Regions from separate parts of the Anas platyrhynchos genome. Here region 2 is linked to region 1. Evidence: chromatin contacts called from public Hi-C data. All regions are on one chromosome and are shown on one strand. Each heading gives the region's core, a stretch centred on a gene start, on an enhancer-like site or on the middle of the called end of the contact. The rest is flanking DNA. Distances are from core to core; before and after follow the strand shown.

Region 1 (7,444 bases), core at 1,490-3,989:
TTTCCTCTCTACCTTAAGAAGGGCTTGAGCACTCCTAAAAATCCAGTCCCACTAGGGGCATCAACCCGGTTATCCCAAACTAGCTATCTCATTCCTAGCTTTTGCAAGAGGAGACTTCAGCATATGAATAAAGCATTAGTTAAGTCACTATCTATGGATTCCACAAACCTAGAACCCTCTTTCTCTGAAAACTTGTGAGAATAGCAATGCAGGACTAATTTCCCTTCAAGAGGGGGCTATTTTGGGATCTACATAACCTGCTTGCCTTGAGATGCTTCTTCAGGGAAGTGTGCTCTCATGCATTAATTGAGATGACTTTACCACTGGTACTTGAAAATCACATTAGAGGCCAAAGCTGTACTGAGAACAGCTGAGCAGACCCAGCATTGTAATGGTCAATTTAAAGATGTTTTCTAGGCATCCTGTTATTGTAATAAGTGCTGAATCTCTGAACAACCATCCACCATTTCAACTAGCTAGCCCTGAAAGGAAAATGAGGATTTGTGTTAAGCAAACTGATTTCAATTCTCAGAAGAAAAGCTTTGTAAAGCCTCCTACAGTTCTCAACCAGAAAACTCCGCCAAAACTGTAATTTTGTTACAGTCTTCAAGACCAACAAAGCATAAAACTAAACTGACAATAATGGCCTTATAAACCACCCTGTAAGCTTGCCTCAGTGCAAGACAATAAAGATGCACAGTGCAACTACAGAGGTTAATAAAGAAGATACAAGCCATGATTTTGTACTTGAAGCCATTTGCATGAGGCAGAGTACTTGAAACTAAACTCATTGTATTCACTTGCATAGCATGCTGCTGCCATGGCAACCACCCTACAAGAAAAAATCCTGTCAGAGCTCCCTGTCACTGACTCAGTGGTATGCAGACTTCCCTAGCGCTCAGCACAGAAATCAGACTTCCTTGTGTTTCTTAATTCCAAGTATTGGTGACTAGATAGTATTTAGAGCAACCTAGGTTGGCAACTGTTTGGGAAATGATAAATAAAGAGAAAGAAAAATCAGGGTGGCTCATAGATTCCCTTCCTTGGGGCTGTTTGTGTCAATGAAATCACTTGTCAGCTACAGGCAGTTACAACCCCTTGGAAGCAATCCTGAGCAAGTCAAGGCACTAGGATGTTTTACCCCCAGTGTCTGAGGAAATTTGTCTTCCCATTGCACAATAATTAGTCAGATACTGAGCATTTTCTGACAGCTATCACACCCAATGCCAATAGCATTTGGATTGCAATGATGCTGCAAGCACGTTAAGGAGCCACATCTTAGTTCTTCCTCAGAATAATGCTAGATGTTTCACTCAACACCTGGGCTCTGTTTTTAGCCTGCCCTGTGCATCAATACCTTGTAGCGATGTCGTCATTTTCACCACCACTGCCCCAGTATGTGTTTGGAAACCCATTCATCTTCATGTAGTGCTCTGGAGTCAAAGCAGATACACCCCCAAAGAAGGACTTATATGGAAGACTAAAAAGAGAAGGGGAAAAAAAACCAAAAGGATCAATATTGAGGGCTAATAACTAGTCCTTAACAAGCAAACAACACAATGCAAGTCACAGACATTAATCTCATCCCTTGCAGAATATTTGTAGAAGCAGATGGCTGCAGAGTAGCTGGTTTAACAGTACTCCTGTGGAAAGTTTTAAGCCCCAAATTAAGACACACTCATTATTTACTGAAACTTGAACCAGCAAAATCAGCTTAATTCCTGCCCCTCCCTCCCCCTGAGTAGGTCAAGGTAAAGCTGGTTTTAAAATTAACTTCTCAAGTTAGTTCCAGATACCTACATTGCATCATGCATCTTCCATGTACTCCAGTACCTCCCACCCCATGCTTTTATCCTGGGAAGAACTGGCAGATTTCTGATTGCCTTTATTGGCCAAGCTAAGCTAACAGTGGAATGGGGAAATACATGCAGAGAACCATTCACGTTACGTGGCTTAGGTCAGCCATACCCCTTCCTGGGGAAGCCACTAGTGCAAAAACAAAAAAGAAACCCCACAGATCTTAAAGGCAGCATGAATGTGGACAGAGAAAGATGCAATCTACGAGGAAAGAGAACCCATTAAGATGCAAACATCCCAAAGCAGAAGCACTTACTTGTAGTGAAACTTATCGATGGCACTAGCCATGTGTTTGGGATAGTATTCATCACAGATGTAGAGATTATAGTCGTTCTCAGGTACTAGATCCACATCATGCAGAAGAAGGCAGTCCCAATCTTCATCCTTCAGGGCCTCCCGGACACCAATATTAAGTAACTTTGCTCGGTTAAATGTACCATTCCCCACCTGGAAAAAAACACACCACACCCTAAGTTGCTTCACCAAAACAAGAGAATTGTTTGATTCAAACTGATGTTAGTACAAAAGCCTTATCAACTGAATGACATTGGAGTACTTCACCACTGGCTGAAAATTTTATCCCTAAACCCTGAAAGTTTTACTCCCTCTCTTCAAAATATTCTCAGGAACTGTGATGCATCAGGGGCCATACACCATTGGCATATGAGGAAGACAGACATAGAGACCAGGTAAGTCAATCTTCAGGTCTACACATGCACATCAACACTTCTGTCCTGACTACTACTTCCTAAAGTTTAGAAATAAGAAAAACAGATCCCTGCCACAAACAAAAAGCTTCCTTTCTCCCCTACTCAGCTATCAGTTTCAATTAGTGTACCCAGAACTGTCCGTCTCTCCACTGATCTTTTGCAACACCGGTCCCCCATCAGCTAAGTTGCGGCTGTTTGCCCTGCATAGGCTGGCACACAGCAAGGTCAAGCCAGATGTTTTCACTTAATGCAGTCTAAAAATACCTGATTTGAGTTTAGCATTTAGTCTCAACAGTTTTACTCAGTAGCTATGCTGACAAGCCACTGACAGACAGCCCACATTCAACTCTTGAACTGCTGAAAATACAAGTTACCACTTAATGACAGCTTTATCCCTCTGGAACTAAAAAAAGCACAACAAATCAATAGCAGAACAATGATCTTGACAAGTGGTAAGGTATTTCAATCAGCAGCAGCCATGGAGGTACGATGGCATATAACTGACCTGCTCGACCCAGGCATAAAATGGTGCTTCCATGTTGCAGGATTCACATTTCTTGCTCAGAACCTGACCTGGAAACTCAGCCTCCCCCCAGCAGGGGGGATCTGATTTAGGCTTACCTGCTGAATCAAGTAGATTCTGTAACTGAGCTGCTGGCGCTGCAAGAAAGGATGGATATAGTAAAGAAGATGGTGAAGGTACTTCTCCTGGTTGCTGTATGCTACGAGGATGGCTGATTTGTAGCGGGCCAAGCAGTGAGGTGGTCTGTAGAGGCCTCCGGACTGAACGAAAGGATTTTTTTTGATGATCTTTCTTTCACTAGGGAGCACCCTGAAGGAGATGATTAACGGACCAACTGTAAGGAGAGAGAAGAAAAAAAAAACAAAACAGAAGTAAGCTAACAAATGCTTCTCAGCTTTTGTGTAAGAAATACAGGATGAGTTGCAAATGGTCACTGCTGAAGACACCAGCCCTGCTTAACAGAGAACAGTTAACACCACCATGCAGACGTGCCTGGTTGACCAGTTCCAGCACCACCCACAGGCCAGTCACTTCACCGGGGCTCTACACAGAGGAGCACAGGGCCATCGGGCTACCTGCCAGAGGGGCACCCAGAGTCCTGTCACAGCCAGCAGGGCTCACCGGGCTCCTCTGCTTCTCTTTTTCCTGGTATTGGCTCTCTGCTGCACAAGCAAAGCTGTCTTGTGCTACTTAGATGGTCTCCTTGAATAAATGTATTCCCTGTAAGAGTAGAGTTGAAAACAAATCTATGACAGGCTTTTTCTTTTGGCTGCCCGTATGGAAAAAGTCTCTGAGGCTCTTTCAGAGTAGATTCGAGGATAAAGACATCCAAAAAGATAATCAGCAGGTTGGGAGGAAATAGCCTAAAGTCTGGATGAATATAAATTATTTAAGAAACATAAATGGTTTAGGCAATGTTAGCTTTATCTCAAAAAAGAAGTTTTAAGTTCAATTTGATGTTAAAATCACATGCCACAAGGGCTGTATTCATGCTTTCCCATCAAAATTTTAGGAGAAACAAACAGCAGATCTAAGAAGGGAGATGTTTCATAGTTACAGGAATAGGCATGGGGCAGCAATATAAGCTAGATAGGATAGTTCCTCTACTCAGAGAGTCAGTTTTAAATGCAAAACATCCACCATGTTCAGGAATTTTTATCTAATTAGAATATACATTTTTTTTTCCTGCATTTTTATCTGAATTCTTCAGAATGAAGAAGCTTGAGAAAAAAACAATATTAAGTATCAGTCACTTTGTTAACACAAGTCTTGCACTGTAGCAATATGAAAACAAACAAATGCACACTATGGTTATTCCTATACCTGTCACTACAGGTATAGAAAAGGCTCAAGAATTAGGAAAAAAAAATTACATTTGCACACAAATCAGCGTATCTTAGTGGTTTCCAACCACTGTCATCTTCTCTAAGAAAATAAAGCAAAAATGCAGAACAAACAAGATCAAATCTATCATTTAAATAAGCTAGGAGGAAACCTTTTACCTAGATTGCAATTAAGATCTGACAATCACAAGATTGTGGTTTTAAGTAGGCCCAACAATCCTCTGCAAGTCATGCTGCTCAAAGACAAAATACTTTTTACTCCAGAAGCCTGTGAGACAAGTTACTTATTTATTTGTACAGCTATAAATAAGACTTTCTTTCGCTTCCAAGCTCATAGTCAATCCTGTGACTGTTTTGAAGTGAGCTTTCAGTATCTTCTAAGCCAGACTCCCTCTTCAGCAGTGAAATAAATTATCCTCTCTTGAAACGTCTGATAATGAAGCCTGGGAGAGAAAGAGTAAGTATTTAGGCCTGGTGTTTGGTAGCTTTCATTTCAGCTGGGAAAAGTACGGGTTTGTCTCAAGTCTGATGCATATTTAAGCAGGTGAGCCCACAAGGTATTTCTTCCAGCCCATCCTACGTGCAAGTCTCTGCTACAAGTCTAACAAAGAACAGAACTGAACCTGTGTGCACCCACATCCTGTGTCACTGATGGAGAGGAAGCAACACCCCTTCAACTGGCTGGCTGATTTTTGTGCAAGACTCAGGGAGTAATTCTGGAGTAAGACTGAAGCTGTCCGTCCAGAGCCAGAAGTTGGTACCCCTCACATCTCTGACATGCAGACCTATGGCCAGCAGCAGTCTCCTTTTCCTTCTAAAGAAGCAGATGTGAGTGTTTCCTGAAGATCAGTAGGAACAGCCACCGATCCCATCCCTCACACAGTCAAAAAAGGGCTAGAGGATTAGCCTCTGCCCATGATAAACTCACGGGCAATTTGATTTTGGCTACATTACCCTGTGCAGGAAACTGGAGGATGCTGCTGTACTTGCCCATCTGAAGCAGAGGAGTAGTTCTTCAGAGAACCACGCTGCGTTTCGTGAGTCTAGGTCGCATTTATTGTTTATTACTTTTAGGCAGGCAGTTTCCTGTGCTGCCTCTAAGGCCACCGCATTTCAGTCCAACACTGTTTTAAACCTGTAATTTATGCTGCTTTGCAGATTTATGAACTCCCTGATTATCAGTTCTTTTAACTAAAGCACCATTACCCAGCAATTTGATGACAACTGGAGCTTGCTGAAGAAACGTTATCTTCAGATTGGATTTCGTCTACAGATCATTGCTCCCAGGAAAACATAAAAAAAAGGAATTAATCCCTTTTGTTCTCCCACAAAGGCATGTTTTTGTTTTCCCTAACACAATCCAGGCTATTTGCATTACAGAGGAAGATTCTGTAGCAATAATCCTTAAATCCCCAAAATTAAATCTGCATTTTGACACAAGGGAAGGAGTGACATAACATGCACGATCTTCACTCCTGTTACCTCCCTACATACACAAACATATGATTCATGAGGATAACACCTGAATTTATCATTTTCTTTCCAGATGTCATCTTCTCCTGAGCTGCCTGGCTCCATACCTCAAAAACCTCAGCTCTGAAACTCAGCATATGTCAAGCAAAAACAACAAAAAAAGTTAAAGCCTGTGACATATCCCCCAGACCTCTGGCTGCCCTACAACTTGGCTATAAACAAAATTCTGGCTCTCAGCTCTCCTTCCTGTCCAGTTTCAACTAACAACCAGCTACTGCGCTGTAATCCAATTAAATCCCACACGTGAACAGCACAGTTGCAGGCTGGCCCAAGTAGGGAAAAATACAACAGCTGAAGCTCAGTTTTGGGAAAAGACAAAGAAAAAAAAAAGAAAAACACCACCTTGGTCATGCTAGAAAGCACAGGATCCCAATTCAGACAAGGTACAAGATCAACCCCTTGATATATCCAGTCAATTTTCCCCACAGCCTGGTTCCTCAGCTCCTTCTGTGCCTGCATCACCGCAGGGAGAGTGTTTAATTGATAGGAAACCTCAGTGCACAGAGAAATAAATAAGAGTCCCTGCCCATATTGTTAGCTGGTGGCTGGGACAGCATGCTCCCTGCTTGTTTTACTTCCCAGGCAACACATCTGAGTATCAGGAGACCCATTAACTGTGACCAGATCTATTCCACCTTAAGGAAGGAGCTACATGACTTCTGAACACCATCTTGCTATACATTTAATTCAGAATAAACAGCTGTAATAATTCAGTTCAATAAGTAAAGCTTGCACAAGCTGAACAAGCTGTAATGGTAGCAGGGATGAATATATCAGTGAAAAAGTGCAGCAGCACACAGTATATTACTTACGCATTACTTTACTTCATATTGTATAATTCTACCACTACCTGGATGAAAAAGAAATAAAAAGCAGACTGACAGCCTTAATTTAAGCATCAATTTCCAATGACAGAACACGAGGCTGCCTCAGCAGCAGCTAAAGATAAATCTCAGCATTATTACCTCTTCACTTCCCTCTTAAGAGGAGAGAAGCTGTAGTGGGAGAGCACGCGTTGCAAAAGGCAGCAGGAACAGCTCAGTGCCACAACAGATGGTCCTGCTCATGAAAAGGTTATGGCAGGAGTGAAAAGGAATAACTGCTACAGGAAGGGCCTGAAAAAAGTTCTTCCACTGCATGACAGGATTTCAAAAAAATCAGAGTTGCAGATGGAACATGGAACTATTAAGGCTTCAAGAGCCAAATTAACTCGTTCAGCACACACCATGCTGGAAGTAAGGTACCCCTCCAAAAAAACTAAATCAGAGCCATCTGCCATTGAGCTTTTTCCTGGTAAGAGGAAACGATGAACTGACAAAAACAACGCATCTCACACACAATGTGAGAACACCAAATTTTGGGTTTAAATGCTGCTCAGTTCAGTTTGAGTGAGAGCAACTCAAGCATAAGAATGCTCTGCTTTTTCCAAAACCAAAAGGTGGAAACAGGCAACTGGTTATTTGTACAGAAACTTCAAA
Region 2 (7,444 bases), core at 1,940-4,439, 160 kb after region 1:
GAAGGCTGCAGCTGGGAGGAAAGCTGGGAATGGTCACCACCACACAGATATTAACTTGAAAGTGCCAAAAATCTAGGCAACTTAAGGCTTTCCAGAATCTTAGGACTTCATTTCAAACCCTGTATGGGGGTGGTCACCTAAAAGAAGCTGCAGGAGATCTGTGACTTCCCACCCTGCCTGTTCCTTGTCCCTCAGAATTAAGCAGCATTAAGCAAGAGCACAGCACTGGGGTCAGGTGCATGACTGCAGAGGCATGAGACAAAACTCTGCTGCCTTGCCCGAGGCAGGCTGCGTGCAGGCATGATGCCACCATCCCCTGGGAGTGACACTGGCAGGCAGTCCTCCTCCCACCTCCCAGAGAGACAGGCGCCAGCAGCTCGTGCCTGCGGACACAAATCATTTCGGAACAAGGGAAGCCTTCTGCGTGGGCTGGCTAAGGAAAATCTTACAACCCAAACACACTCTCCTGGGACTCCAGGGAAACCCCTGAGGAGACAGGAGCTTCGGCTGCAACTATTATCCAAAACATATCCAAAAACTTGACTTGTGACAAAGGAAGGGGGCCGGATCCTGGGGTTTCAGCTGCAAGCTTGCATGGACCTGGTGTTCCTTAGCACATCCCGGGGACTTTGAAGGTTAGCTGTGACACTTCGTGGTCTCAGATTTTCAATTATCACTACCATAGGCTTTGCTCCATGCCCCAAGGAGCTCTGGAAAGGCTTCTGTTGCTCCCATTGCACTACAAAACCCACAAAAACCTATATCCTTCCTGAAGCATCTCCTTCTTTCCCTCCCTACACCTGGCCAGGACCCAGCCTACAGCTTCTCCCTTATCCTCTCCAAGCTCCTGTCTGAAAAGTCAGGCTTCTGCCCTTGTGTTTTAGGTGACTAATACCATGCAGACTTTCAAACAAAGTCCTTCTGGCAGCAGTGCCTCGATACAGGGAGGACTCAGCCTCTTATGCATCAATTAACACACATTGCTCTGACTGAATTTTTGAAACCTCTACACCCTATTTTTACAGACTGAGACAGGATTTCAGTAGCCTTACAGATGAATGTCCCCTGCTTTAGTGTATTTATTCTCCATCTATAGCCAAAAAAGCCCATGGATAAGAATCATTTTGGCATTGCCTCATGTAGAAGGGGGTCCTGTTCTGATTGCCACATGTTCTGTGCCAGTTCTCATGGTGGAGTCACAGCACCATGGCCAAAAGGATGTCCAAAACCCCTCCTGTGAGCACAATTTGCTTCTACGAAGAGCCAACACTCACCCCAGCCCTTGTGAAGCCCTAGGTCCTCCATGTAATCAGAGTTACGGAGTCTCCTTCCTTGAAGATATTTAAAAAACATCTGGACATGGTCCTAGGCAGCCTGTAGAGAGCTTGGCCAAGAAGACCTCCAGCCCCTCACACCACGGGCAGCAGCTGGGAATGCTCAAGCCACTGCCCACCATCATGGACATGACACCCCCACGTCCCTCCTGGCCTGGAGTGCAGGGGCTGGCACAAAGCAGCACCCTTGGAGGGTGGGAAGAGGAGTGGGGACAGTACATGAACATGATGGTTGGGCCCTGTAGGACTTCACCTCACCCCCTGCTACCTCCCTGGGTAGCTCTACGTGGCATTCTTCTCCTCTTGTGCAAGGAGGCAGAGACGAGAGGTGCATTCGTACTGTTTCCCATGCATTCTGCAGCCTCCAGATGCCTCAGCCGAAAGGCTTGGAACCACTTGAGCACAACTAAACAAACCCAGCCTTTCAGACGCTGAAACCTCATCCTTGCCTGGGGGCCCTGCCCTGCCCTTCACCCCATCCAGCCACCTCCTCCTAGCCCTCTGGCTTTCCCAGGCCTGTCTCTACAAGCTTGAGCAGAACACCCGTGGTGGGGTGCCAAGAGAGGGAAGTTGGCAAGGAGGAGCCATCAGAGGAGCAGTGCAGGTGCTGTAGGACGCCCCAGGCAAGGCACAGACCTGCCCAACCCACTAGGGTGTCCTGCACAGCAAGGCTTGGGTAAACCAACTTCATAATTATTAATTATCATTATTGCTGTCGTTATTATTATTTTCTGAAATTTTTCTTTTTATAAGCCCCCAAGGGACTTAAAAAACAAAGGCAGTTTCAAAGTGTTTGGGAAATATGCAGTGTTACACTGCCTTTAAGAGGAGGCAATTAAATATTTTATTGATGAATCTTTTGGACCCTGCTGCTGCAAAGGCGGATGTTTTACAAGTGGCGGTTCGTCATTTATTTATTTTGAGGCAAAGATTTCCAGCACACACGCACATGATCCTCCTGCCCCACCGAACCTCTCCCGTCACTCCACCTGCCAGTGAAAGGCAGCCACCCCTGGCAGAGAGCAGCTTGTTCTCCAGCCTCCAGCCACTCCGAGAAAATGAAAAGCCAGCCAGTTATTTTATGCTACCAGGGGAGAAATATAAAGCAAAAACAAAGCTCAGCATCAAGCAGGGGTCATAGACTAATTAAGTTTCCTTTCAAGAGAGATCGCTATGAAATGAAGCCTATGTGAACAGTGAAGCGGCTGCTAAATCATCATCAGGCATAATTACCTCGGAAATAGAGCTGGGAGGTAGTTTTTTCCTCTCTCCCTCATTAGTTCAGCAAAGCCAAAACAAGAGTGTTTTTTTTTTTTTTTTTTTTTTTTTTTTTTTTAAATATATACTTCATATTTTCACAAGTGAGGGGGAATTACAGGATTTGTCTTTCTCTGTGATGATTTTTTTTTTTTTTTGACACTCAAACATGTTGGCAACAGATCTAATTTTCCCATTTCCTCCTCCCTAGTCTTTAGGAGAAAAAAATATGAAACAAATTAAAACAGCCATATAGAAGACACAGCCTGCGGTAGAAGAAAAAAAAAAGAAATGCTTAATAATCATCTGCAGTTAACCTCACCCAGGTACCAGCCTCCCACATACTAAACACAGCCCAGGGTCTGAAATGAAAATCATTTAACATAAAAGTCTGTGTTCTTGTACCAGATGCTTCTCATTGATTTGCCTCATGAAGATAAAGATGGTGACCAAAGCCAGGTACTCACCCCTCTCTCCTGGTGATGCTTCCCAGCAGAAAACCACACACACCTGTCCAGCTGAAAAAAAGCCCCTTTTCTCCCGTCTCGCCTGGTCTTTAAAGAGCCCAGGTTGCTTGAGAAGAGCCGTGTGTGATTGGTAGGGTGCCCATCACATGAGGAAAACTTTTTTTTCTAGCCAAACCTGTTCCCTGGCTCCTGTGGGACCAGAGGGTGTCTCTGTGATTCTCAGATTGTATCGGAATGTCGTTGTGCCGAAAACAGAAAGCTTGAAGAATTTCTAGCATTGTACTCTCTAAAGGGTGGATGAGTGACTCACTCATGTGAGATACTTGAACTTTAAAGAGTATAGGTAAATTTGAAGGGAGTAAATATAAATATTAGGATTGCCGGACCATTGTTTGAACGTGGTATAAGAAGAATGCACTGACTAGAAAAGAGAGTAAACGAGCATCAGTGTTTTCATTGAATTGTGTTGCATGGAGAAGACTTGAAAAATACAGTAGTTTGGGTTGGAGCCATTTTGATTTTCTTTAACCCAGGGTGTTTTTAGAAACAAAAATGTAGGTGTTGGCTACTGTGCAAGACACTACGGATGGTGAGAAAAGTGGGGAGAACATCGCATTGCCTTGGGCCACATGGATTTTTAACTCATTTGGTTTTATGAAGAGTAAAATTGAGGACATGCATATGTAGTGATTGGCCTGTGATGAACTAGGAGGGGCTGAGGCTGAGGAACACATCAGGAAAGACACTTCTCTCACCTTCCTTACATGTTCCAGCCCAAATCTGCCAAAAATCATCATTCTTATTACCGGAGCCTTGATCTAATCTTTGGCGAAGGCACAGCTGCTTGTGCTTGGTGTTCATTTCTGTGTGCAAACCCCAACCTACTGAACAGTGATGGGATGGGTGATGGGAGCTTCATATTTCAAGAGTTCTTCACAAGTCAAAAACAAACATCAAAAGAATATGTGAGACCTGGCCTGAGCAAGAAAGGGTGGTGTGGCTGACAAACCACTCCATGTGAGCCCAGGTGCCACCATGGGCACCCCCAGTGAGCTGTCCACAGCTGCCTCAGCCTTCCCTGTAGATCTGCATCTGTGTTTGCATAGTCCAGATAAGAACATGCCAACAGCTCCGTATAGACAGATACATACATTTTTTAAAATTGTTGCATTTGCAAATGCTACAGGCTCACAAATGCATGCACCCCTCCCAAAAAGTCATGTACACAAGTGTATATGGATGTGTAGAAAAAATACAAATGCATGTAGTTTCTACACACACATACGCACACATAGACCCACATTTGTGCACACCTTTGCTGCCTGTAGATTAAAAGCAGAGTGCTGGATTGGGTGTGAAGACACTGCAGTTGGGGGTTTTGCTTGATGAGACAGAGGTAGAAAATGAAATTCCTTGGGAGAATTATCACTATGACCATAAGCTCTATGGGAGACGAGGCAACGTGAGAATGTGCCTGTCACTAAATGTGCCTTAGTTTTTCAAAACAGGGCATGGGAGGGAGATGGAAAATGCCCAAAGAAAGAACAAAGCTGCTGATAAATGCTGAATAGATGCTGTAGGCAATTCTAATGGACTGACCTTGCTCCCAACCCCTAAGAACACCCTTTCACCTTCCTGCACTCTTTGAATGTCTTTTCTTTATAGCATGGAAATAATGATTTAAGACTGAAAGAGTGTGAGAGGGGGGTAGCTGGGAAGGAAGAGAGCACACAGAAAGGAAAAGGAGATTGCAGCCAAACTGGCAGGAGACATTTCTGTGCCTGCCTCATGCCAGCATCATGAAGAAACCACTCCTATCCACAGGTGAGGAAGCTCCTTGCTGCATTTTCAATGTTGCATGCAAAGATCAGGTCTCACATTTAAGTGAAAACACAAAGAGGGCTCAGGACACCTTATATCCCTCACGGTGTGGCTGCACTGTCAGCAATACCCATGCACAGGTTCAATCTAACAGGCACCCTCTTTTTTTCCTAGGGAGGGGGTCCTTCCTGATGAATGTCCCTCCACTGTGCATGACATCCTCAGAGCAAGGCTGAGCATCCCTGCCACAACACACTGCAGAAGGTGCTGCCCGTGAGCTGAGCCACCACCTTGGTGACCTCCTGCTGAGGGTGCCACTCCAGCAGCCCCGTCCCCAGCCCCAGCCACCTGGCTTTGCTCCTGCATTCCCGGGAGGGCTGTGAACAGCTGCTTCCCCATCCACAGTTCAACCTTCCTTCCCCTGCCAGGCGGGGGGCTGAGGCTGGCTCTGGCCGCCCAAGCCCTCCACGTGCCGTGGCCGAGTGCCAGGCCCTCCCTGGAGGAGCAGGGAATTCCTGCTGGCTGCCTCCTGCTGCCTCCACATGGGGGGCGAGGGGCAGATGTCCACCCTGCCCCTGGGGTCTGTGGCTGGCCTCCTGCCTCCGCTCCCCTGCCAGCTGGGCTGTGGCTTGTGCTGCAGCTGCTTTCACCTTTCGCAAGGTTTTGCCCTTCTTCTGACACTTCTGATACATCTCGAGAGAGGGTGAGGGGAATAAATAAGTGCACACCACCTAGGGAGATCAGGGGAGAGCAGCTCTGTCCCAGAAAATGTTTACCAAACAGTGTTGAGTGCGGGGAGACAAATGGCATACCATTAGCAACAACCGTGGGCTAATTATAGTGGGCTTGGATAAACCACTGGGTTGATGGGCTAGCCCCTCCATCTAGGCCTGGAAATATAGAGAGTGGAAAGCAGAACTGTATGTATATATTTAGTGTGATGCGGAATGTGGAAAATAACTTCTTTCTAAAGCCTCAGATACCTCGGTGGAGACTGCTACAGAAAAGCCAGATACAGGCATCTTTGTGATGCTGGTAGTTCTGGTATTTGGCAGTGCATAACCCACCCAAGAATATGGCACTGCACTCCTCATTCCTAAGAAGAGATGTATAAAGCACACTCTCAACAACTGTGGTTTCTTAATATTGCATGGAAAGAGGGGGTTACACCTTATTCTTCTAATTTTGTGTGATAGAGTTTTATTCATGAGCTCTTTATTATTATTATTTTTTATTTATGATACATGGCTGTATTTTGGTTTTAAGACTTGCGATTTTCAGTGTTTGCATGGAATCTAAGCTATTAAAATCATGTGATTGCATGAAAATCCGTACTTTCAGCCTTTCAAAACAGATCATTTCTTGTCCTTCTCATAAGTGAGCAATCAGAAAGGGCAAACAAGTTGGAGGAAGCTGCTCTGTCTGGTAAAGAACTAGGTTCAGGCTGGGAACTGCTTCCCCAGGGAGTTTTGGACTAGAGCTTATATTGAAATTTGCTCATCTGGATATAGGTGATAACTAATTAAATTCCAGTATTCTACTGCTAACAACCTAGTCAGCTGCTGTGGCTCCATTCCTCAGTGGTCTTGGCCCAAAAGCTTAGACAAACAGGGAATGTTTATAAAAGGTAATCTCTGTTAGTTGCTATTACTGTTGGCAAAGAAGATCCTCAGGGTGCTTTCCTGAGTACCTTGAGATAGATTTGGGCTTTGAATGTCCCCTAAGGAAGCCTCTTTTATTCTGCAGACTATGAAAGAAACTAGTAGGAGAGCCTCATCACAGATCTCACGCTAATTTCTGCAGAGAAAAACCCTGACCAAAGTATCTACATCTTAGATCTGCTCATCCCACCTAGGTCTTTCAGCAACCTGGAGGTCGCTTTTTGGTATACAGAGACTAGAAGATAAAACAAGCACAGAGGAGCCTGGTAGAGTCCTGAAGTCAAACCCTGCCCTGGGTCCATCCCATAAGCTAGAGTTTCTGCTGATGTGGAAGGGAAGCCAAGCCCTGCAAGAGTGGCATTCCCCAGCCAACACCTATGATGGTGTAAAAGGGCAAGTAAATCATACAATCATTTGGGTTGGAAAGAGCCTTAAAGATTACCTAGCTCCACCCCCTTGCCATGGGCTGGGATGCCACCTACTAGATCAGGTTGCCCAAAGCCCCACCCTGCCTGGCCTTTAACACCTCTGGGGATGGGATATCATGGGCCAAATAAATGGGACGTGGCTTCCTCTTGAATCTCATCTTCAGCTTCTTCTGGTGGGCCTGGCTGCCTTGGCTGGGTCTTTCAGGCTGAGCATTTACCCAGGCAGTGGAGGGCATGGGGAAACAGCGATGGTTATTACCTCTGCTCTCCTCCTGTCATGAGGGATTAACTAGGCTGGGCTGTGGTCCTCAGCAGCAGAGTGGCTGTGAAGTACATATAAATCATCAGAGGATGTTATGGACCCTCCTGTTGGCTTTAAAAAGAGGAAAAGAATGAGTCCTGGGTAGATCTGGCCAAAGTGGAAAGCCTTGGAAAGTATACAGCAAGCAACTGCTGTCCTGAGAACTCACAAGCAC

Evidence for each region. A called contact is a pair of places that touch in the nucleus more often than the background predicts.
Region 2: a contact with region 1 is called in a Hi-C map of skeletal muscle, with 2.1 times the contacts expected there. The contact joins the promoter of UPK1B here to the enhancer-like site in region 1. A contact is called at or near these places in 5 of 8 Hi-C or Micro-C datasets (F1 follicle, liver, skeletal muscle and 1 more).

What each region holds. Positions count from the first base shown.
Region 1 is chr1:85,328,717-85,336,160 of IASCAAS_PekinDuck_T2T, forward strand. LOC101792630 (beta-1,4-galactosyltransferase 3) reads right to left here. Exons shown (of 6, transcript XM_038181436.2): 2 at 3,189-3,424; 3 at 2,114-2,304; 4 at 1,358-1,480. Among named protein-coding and RNA genes, the nearest start is that of B4GALT4, 34 kb to the left of the region's middle. Within about 2 kb of position 2,740, at least 1 of the 8 cell types and tissues checked has an H3K27ac peak or open chromatin away from gene starts, as enhancers often do.
Region 2 is chr1:85,491,572-85,499,015 of IASCAAS_PekinDuck_T2T, forward strand. It overlaps UPK1B (uroplakin 1B), which reads right to left and starts at 3,190. Exons shown (of 8, transcript XM_027449623.3): 1 at 3,059-3,190.